Regions from separate parts of the Sus scrofa genome. Here region 2 is linked to region 1. The links are chromatin contacts, called in public HiChIP or PLAC-seq maps. All regions are on one chromosome and are shown on one strand. The core of a region is the stretch at or near the end of the contact, and the rest is flanking DNA. Distances in the headings are between cores, read along the strand shown. Region 1 overlaps PRR5L (proline-rich protein 5-like). Region 2 has its middle 13 kb from the start of FJX1.

Region 1 (3,502 bases), core at 401-2,900:
GGTAGGGTTTGGGCGCCATCTTGGACTCCCCTTGTGCATAACTGTTTAATCACCAAGTCTTCTTGCTGTCGCTCCAAAATAACTCTCTCCTGTCCATTTTCTCCATGTCACTCTTACTTTTTTTTTTTTTTGCTGTGCCCATGACATGTAGACGTTCCCAGGCCAGGGATCAAACCTGTGCCCCAGCAGTAACCTGAGCTCCAACAGTGTCAATGCTGGATTCTTAACTTGCTAGGTCACAGGGAACTCCCAAGGATACATTTTTCATTTTTCATTTTTCATTTTTCAATTTTCATTCACCATTACCACGTGCCTTCGTGTGTGCAACCACTTCCTAAGCAGCCTTCTTGCTTTCCTCCCAATTCCTTCTTCACATGGACAGTGACAGGACTCAAGAGGTAGTGTGGCCTAATGGTTAAGAGCCACTCCTCCAGGCTCCTCTGGATTTGTGACCTGGGACAGGTCACTTAACTCTGCTCGGCCTCAGTTTGCCCAAACTCTGAAACAGAGATGCTAATTCTGTAGGTCCCTAGGAAAGACACAGTGAGGATTAAGTAAACTCATCTAGATGAAGTGTTCAGAACAGTGGCTACCGGAGACTAACAGTTGGTTACTCATGAATGGTATCTTTCTCCCCATTTATACCAGTGCCAGGACAAAAATCCAAACCCTCCTACCTAACCCAACTCTGCAGGACCTTCTCGCCTTTCCCTTCTCACCTCTCGGTGACTCCTTGCTTCATATTCTAGACTCACATCCAATGTCCTTTTGTTCCTCTAGCAACACAGGCTACCAGGTCTTCACACATGCTGTTCCCTCTGCCTGGAACATCCTCCTTAAGTTCTTCCCCAGCCTCCTGCCTGTTGACTTCTCATCAGTCAGGTCTTAGATGATATTTTCTTTGGCATGCTTCTCTCACCCATCAAATCCAATCAGGGGCCCTTCTTTGTGTGTCCATAGCATCCTTACGTCCCATCCAGGCACTTGGTGCTTCACATTTTAAAATTTTTATTAGGAACGACTTCACATAGAAAGTCAAAAGCCAAAAGAACGACAGAGTAGTCCATGAACTCTCACATTCTCCCAACAAGTCACGCTTCACCACCTCCCCCTTCTCTCTCCATATATACATGCACACACACACACACACACACACACTTTTGTTTCCAAGTATACTACAGACATCATGACCTTTCAACCCTAAATGTTTCAACTTGTAGCTCCAAAAAGGAAAAAAGCTGAGGGGTATTTTCCAACCTAAATTATAAGACCAGAGCAACACCAAAAAAAAAAATCATTCTCTAATAACTGAGTACTTGGTTCCTATCCAAACTTCCCCAGCCCCTCCCTAATTCCCTTTTACTGTCTTTCTGCTACATTGCATTTGAATTGCTCCTTTCCTGGGGCTGTGAGCTCTGAGAGGAATGGAATGTGTCCCCTTGAGAGCACTAGCCCTTGGTAGGTATTTGTTGAAAGAATAATCCCACTTCCTCCTGTTAAAAAGGTCTTCAGCCCAGCTGCCCCCTCCACCCATGTGTGTGCACGCGTGCTCAGCTCCCACATTCTCCTGGCCCAACCACCCTTCCCTGTCATTGCTGAGGCCCGGGCTGCAGTTTGGCCCTTCAGCCTCCCTTGCCCAACTCCCCGAGTCCCAACCCCCCAATGCTCCAATGGGTCCCCGTCCTGCCTCAGAGCTCACTCTCTAAAAGGTAGACTCACTCCAGCGGCTTCTCTGCTTCAAGCCCTGTGGGTTCTCACCGGGGTCCAGCCTCCCTCTCCAGCCTCAGGTGTAATGTGGTGGCTCCCAGCGTCTCCCTTCTCCCTGTCCCAAGTCCTGCACCCCCACCCCCACCCCCGATCTCGGAGTTCTGGCCATTCCCAACCAGCTGCTGGTCTCTGATCACATGATGCTTTTCCATTCCCTCCACCTGAAACACCCTCCTTACAGCATTTCACCTTCCTCTGAGAACCGGGACAGAAGCTTGGACCGCACTTCTTCCACGGCCCTTTCAACAGCCCGTCCCTTTTCTGGCAGAGCGGCCACAAAGGCCCTGGGCATAAGAGTTGTTCACTAAACAATTGCTCAGTGGATGAACAGAAATAGCTTCCTCTCCTTCCTCCCTGGTCTGAGTCAGCTGCAACCCCAGCCCATCCCAGTCCAGTTCTGTGTGCCCCCGATGGCACCCCAGCCCAGCCCAGCCCGGCCCAACCCTGGGCTGCCTCCAATGGACCCTGGACGCAGCCTTAGCGAGCAGCTTCTAATCAGCTGCCGGACCCATTTTTCACCCTCCTTTTCCTAGGAAATTGTGCAAGGATGGGCAATGGCAAGGGACATTTCATCATAACCTACTCAGGAAAAGAATCTGAAAGTGAATGGGTATCTGTACAGGTATAACTGATTTACTCTGTTGTATGCATGACACTAACACAACTTGGTTAGTTCAACTATATTCCCATCGCACTTTTTAAAAAAAGAAAATAATTAAAAACTAAACCAGGAGTTCCCGTCGTGGCTCAGTGGTTAAAGAATCTGACTAGGGACCATGAGATTGTGGGTTCAATCCCTGGCCTTGCTCAGTGGGTTAAGGATCTGGCGTTACCGTGAGCTGTGGTGTAGGTTGCAGACGCGGCTTGGACCCAAGTTGCTGTTGCTGTGGCTCTGGTGTAGGCCGGAGGCTACAGCTCTGATTTGACCCCTAGCCTGAGAACCTCCATATGCCTCGAGAGTGGCCCAAGAAATGGCAAAAAGACAAAAAAAAAAAAAAAAAAAAAAAAAAAACACTAAACCAAAAAATTGCTTAAAAATAAAAATCTTTATATTTTAAGATCTTTATTAGGTAAAGAACCCCTTAGGAGACAGAAAGTAAGATGATGCATCCCCTTCTGCCTCAGATGAGGCTTTCAGAACATAATATTGCTTCGATGCACCAAAAGAATCTATTCCACCCCTTTGTCATGATTCCATGGATTAAGTTATCCTGGGGGAGGGGGAGGGGTTTCAAGAAGCAGAGATCCCTTGATACCTGGAGGAAACTCTCATACTGTACCTGTGAAGGTTCCTGATGGACTTGTCACCTCTGGCCCAGCTCCTGCATTACAGCTGGAGCACAAGCTTTTTACCTTTATAACAAAGGCCATGTGACGACACAGGGAAAAGATACCATCTACAAGCCAAGGACAGAGGCCCATACCTTGGCCCCAGACTTCAAGCTTCCAGGACTCTGAGGACATAAATTTCTGTAGTTTAAGCCACCCCCTCTGTATATTAGCTTTGGCAGTCCAGGCTGACTAATACAGACTGCTCAGATGCAGGGGGACTAAGAATAGTCTCAGGCACCTGCTTCAAGGGACTGGCAGCTTAGAGGGTTTTCTGAAGAATCCACAAAATCCAACCATGAGACAAAGAATCAGGTTAATTGCCTACCAGGCCCAGCCAGGGGGATGCCAGCGTCCCACAGCGTTAACCAGGTGAGAACTTCCTGCTCCCCTTCCTTCCCCCTCT
Region 2 (3,502 bases), core at 502-3,001, 600 kb after region 1:
AGGTGTTTTTCTAAGTGCTTTACATGTGTTAAATCATGGAAGTGTAACTGAGAAGTGCCCTATGGGGCCTTCCTGGAACAGACACCTCCCCCTTCCTCATGTCCTCTGCTTGCCTCTCATCTGCAGAAAAACTTTAGCTTCTTAGGCCTCCCCTGAGATCCAAAGAGTAAATTTAATCAAAGAAGTGAGAAAAGGCCGAAAGAATGAAAACAGTCAAGTGCGACAAAATAATAGTAATGTAGCCATTAAACAAAGACAAGGATGCTTAGTTCCTCCTCAAGGGCTATACGTAATGTTCTGAGCCATGTCCTTTGAACTTTTTTGCAGATACTGAAACCCCATTAGGTGGAAGAAGTTAACTGTATGCTGCCCACAAGCATGGAGACTACAGATCACTTGGAACAAGAAGGTTGATGATACTGACTCCCAGTTACCTTACTACCAACCAGTCAGAAGGATGGCCATGAGCTGATCACATGCCCCACAATCCTCCTCCCTCACCTTGTCTGAGAAACGTTTCCTTGAAAGCTTTCTAGCAGTTCAGGCTTTTCAAGCACTGGCTATCTGGACTCCTTACTTGGCACCCAGCAATATACACTGCACTTTCCTGGGTGTCAGTAGATTGGCTTTATTGCACATGAGCAAGCAGACCCAAGTTTGGTTTGGTAGCAAAACATAGGTCTAAGTATCCCTACTTTCAGATGAAGAAACACACGATCAGAGAGTATTAGAAGTCACTGCCCAAGTAACTGACAGAGCCAAAAAAGACACGATCTCACATTGGAACCAAGAGCATCTCCCTCTAGAATCCAGCTTTTACCACCATGCTAGAATGTACCCCCAAGGGACAAGGGCCCTGTTATGCATCTCCTGCTCTCTGCGCCTACCTACCTCTCCCGCCGCAAATCCTACAATTTTCTTTCTGGGACGGCTCTCTCCAATCACACTGACCTTTTTTCATTTCAAGCTCCTCTTCCCAGAGCCTCACACATGCAATTGTTTCTGATTGAAATGCTCTCCACTCCCTCTTTTCCCCTCTAATGCTGGCTGACTTCCACTCATCGCTCCGGTCTCTATTTAAATGCCACATCCCTCAACCTCCAATGTGAGGTTGTCCCCTATTAACACTGTCATAGGGCCATGTATTTTCTTGTCAGCCCATTTATTATAGTAATGATTTGCTTAATGTCTGTCTGTTCCACCAGATTCTACAGTCCAGAAGATCAGAAAACATGTCTCTCTAGTTTACTGACCTGTCCCTGCCACCTAATGCTGCCCGACTCAAAATAAGCAGCCAGGAAATATTTGTGGAATAAATAGACACCCATTGTCTGCTTGCCAAATAAATTAAGGCTTTGAATAAAGCAGGGGAACTAAAGAGAGGGCATAGGATGAAAACTCTACCATTTTAGGAATTTGTACCATTAAACTTTATACTCAGGGGATGGTATTAAAATTATATAAGTGACAGTCAGAACTTCTAATCAGTCTTAGTGCTGGAGTACTGGTCCAAGAGACTTCTGTGGTTCCAGAAGTTAACCTGCTATTGGCTGGATTGTGGGAAGGTGTTCAGGAGGATTGAAGAGCGTGGGAAAGTGCGAGAGACACTCTGGGAATGCCCAGCAGTAGATATTTATCAACCTAGCTGGAAGTATGTCAATAGTCTAATAACCAACAAAACTGTACTGATATATACGGCACATATCTGGGTCATGAGTAATCTCCTGAAAATAACCCAACGGGGATTTCACATGCAGCACCAACGTCTGTGTTGCTAAATCTAGAGGCATGACAATAATTCGTATGGTATGAGTCATGCACCCAAGATCATAGCACTGGAGAAGTTTCATACTTTACATGAAGTTGGGTCATGACTGTTATATTACAGGGAGACTTTGGATGGGTCTCAACTTGCAAGGAGATGGAGGAGAAGGGAGCCACAGAGCAACTTTGGGGGGGGGACATCTTTTATTAGCTTGATGCCTTGTGAAGTCGAAGATGCTTAACCTCTCCCTTCATTAGCATTTCTGATGTTACTAATAGGTCACTAGAGATGGGCTCACTCAGTGGTGAAGCCAAATGTACTGCCACTGAAAGGCAAGGCTGAGGTTCGTGTGTGATGGCAGAGGCTTTGTTTTCTTCACAAGGTTGATAGAGTCTAGTCTTCAGTGTCAAGGGGTCCAAGATCAACTGGCAATGGCTGGATTTTACATAGTTGGGAGCTGCGGAGGAGGCAGGAAACTGACTGCAGATGGAAAGTAAATTTCCCTGAGGATACCTGACCTTTCTTTAACCCTAAAGGTAACCTGCAGAAGCACTAGCTCTTTTGCCTGCAACGTGGCATCACTTTTGCTGGCTCTGATCCTGGCTGAAGGTCAGTCTGAGGGCAGCTGTTCCAGAGGCAAGGGCTGCCCCTTTGCCACTCTGCCACATGTGATTCTTTTTAACAATCCCTCCTCACTCCTTTTCCTCGTGTTCCCAATCTTTCCCTTTCTTCTTCCCTTTTTAATCATTTTTCCTGGCTTATATCTCAAACTTGCTAATGGCAAACAGAACAGAATTTGTTCATGACTCCTGGGTCACTTGTTTCATGGATTATTTCAGGTCAAATCCTATTAAAGAAAATGTCTCCACTGTGGGGAAATCTCTCTGAATAACCAAAGAGGGCATTTAATCTGTAAGTAGGGGCCAGCTTCTTTGCGAGCAGGATTTGATAGCAGGTTTGAGAAAGAGTTCAGGTGAACTTTGTTTCCAGTAAAAAGGCAAACTGCATGACCTAAAAAACTTGTCTCTAAAACACCTATAAATGTTTTATAAAATATAACAAACATCTTTTTAAATGCATAGCTGAGCTCATACAGATGTAAGGAAAATTCCCAGGAGGCCAAAACAAAGAGAGAATCAAAATCAGAGTGATAGGTGTGAACTGGAAATGGGGGCTGCTCTGACTGGGTGAGTGTATTTGTGTTTGTGTGTCTGATCTCTGTGATTTTTTTTTTTTTTCCAGCTGGATTCGTGGCATATAGAATTCCTGGGCCAGGGATCTGAGCTGGGGCTGTGACCTATGCCACAGCGGAAATGCTGGGCCCTTAACCCACTGTGCTACAATGGGAACTCCCTGATCTTTGTAATCAAATGATTTGGGTTTAATGTGCCCCAGGTGGGGAGTGGGGCCGGTGGGTGGATTTAGATCTTTCCAAGACCTTCACAAAGTTAAGATCCTCAAAGGAAAATTCTATCCTTCCAGTGAAAGGCTGGAGAAAGGGGATGTGAGAGGGGATTGTTTGTTTTAGCCTGAACTCTGTCTGGGGAAAGTCTCCTCCTGTCATAGTATATGTTTGGTATTTAAATTTATACTACCTTCCAGAACCTCGACTTCCAGGCAAAATAATGAATATAAAAGTAAGCCAGTGTTGCCTTTAACCCTAGGGTGCCTGACACAAGGAAAAAAGGACTTCTTGGGAAGGATATAACTTTAACCCCCCGAAAATGGGAGTATTGC

The links. HiChIP or PLAC-seq counts read pairs in DNA pulled down with a chosen protein or histone mark.
Region 2: an H3K27ac HiChIP or PLAC-seq map of alveolar macrophages shows a contact between it and region 1. The contact joins two enhancer-like sites. A contact is called at or near these places in 2 of 5 promoter capture datasets (fetal skeletal muscle and liver) and 1 of 2 datasets of contacts at active chromatin or transcription factors (alveolar macrophages).

The regions. Positions count from the first base shown.
Region 1 is chr2:24,807,486-24,810,987 of Sscrofa11.1, forward strand. The region is part of intron 1 of PRR5L (proline-rich protein 5-like); the gene reads right to left. Among named protein-coding and RNA genes, the nearest start is that of PRR5L, 3.4 kb to the right of the region's middle. Within about 2 kb of position 1,651, at least 8 of the 83 cell types and tissues checked have an H3K27ac peak or open chromatin away from gene starts, as enhancers often do. A contact at or near this core is called in alveolar macrophages, where this site is marked.
Region 2 is chr2:25,408,945-25,412,446 of Sscrofa11.1, forward strand. No RefSeq gene overlaps it. Among named protein-coding and RNA genes, the nearest start is that of FJX1, 13 kb to the right of the region's middle. Within about 2 kb of position 1,752, at least 15 of the 83 cell types and tissues checked have an H3K27ac peak or open chromatin away from gene starts, as enhancers often do. A contact at or near this core is called in alveolar macrophages, where this site is marked.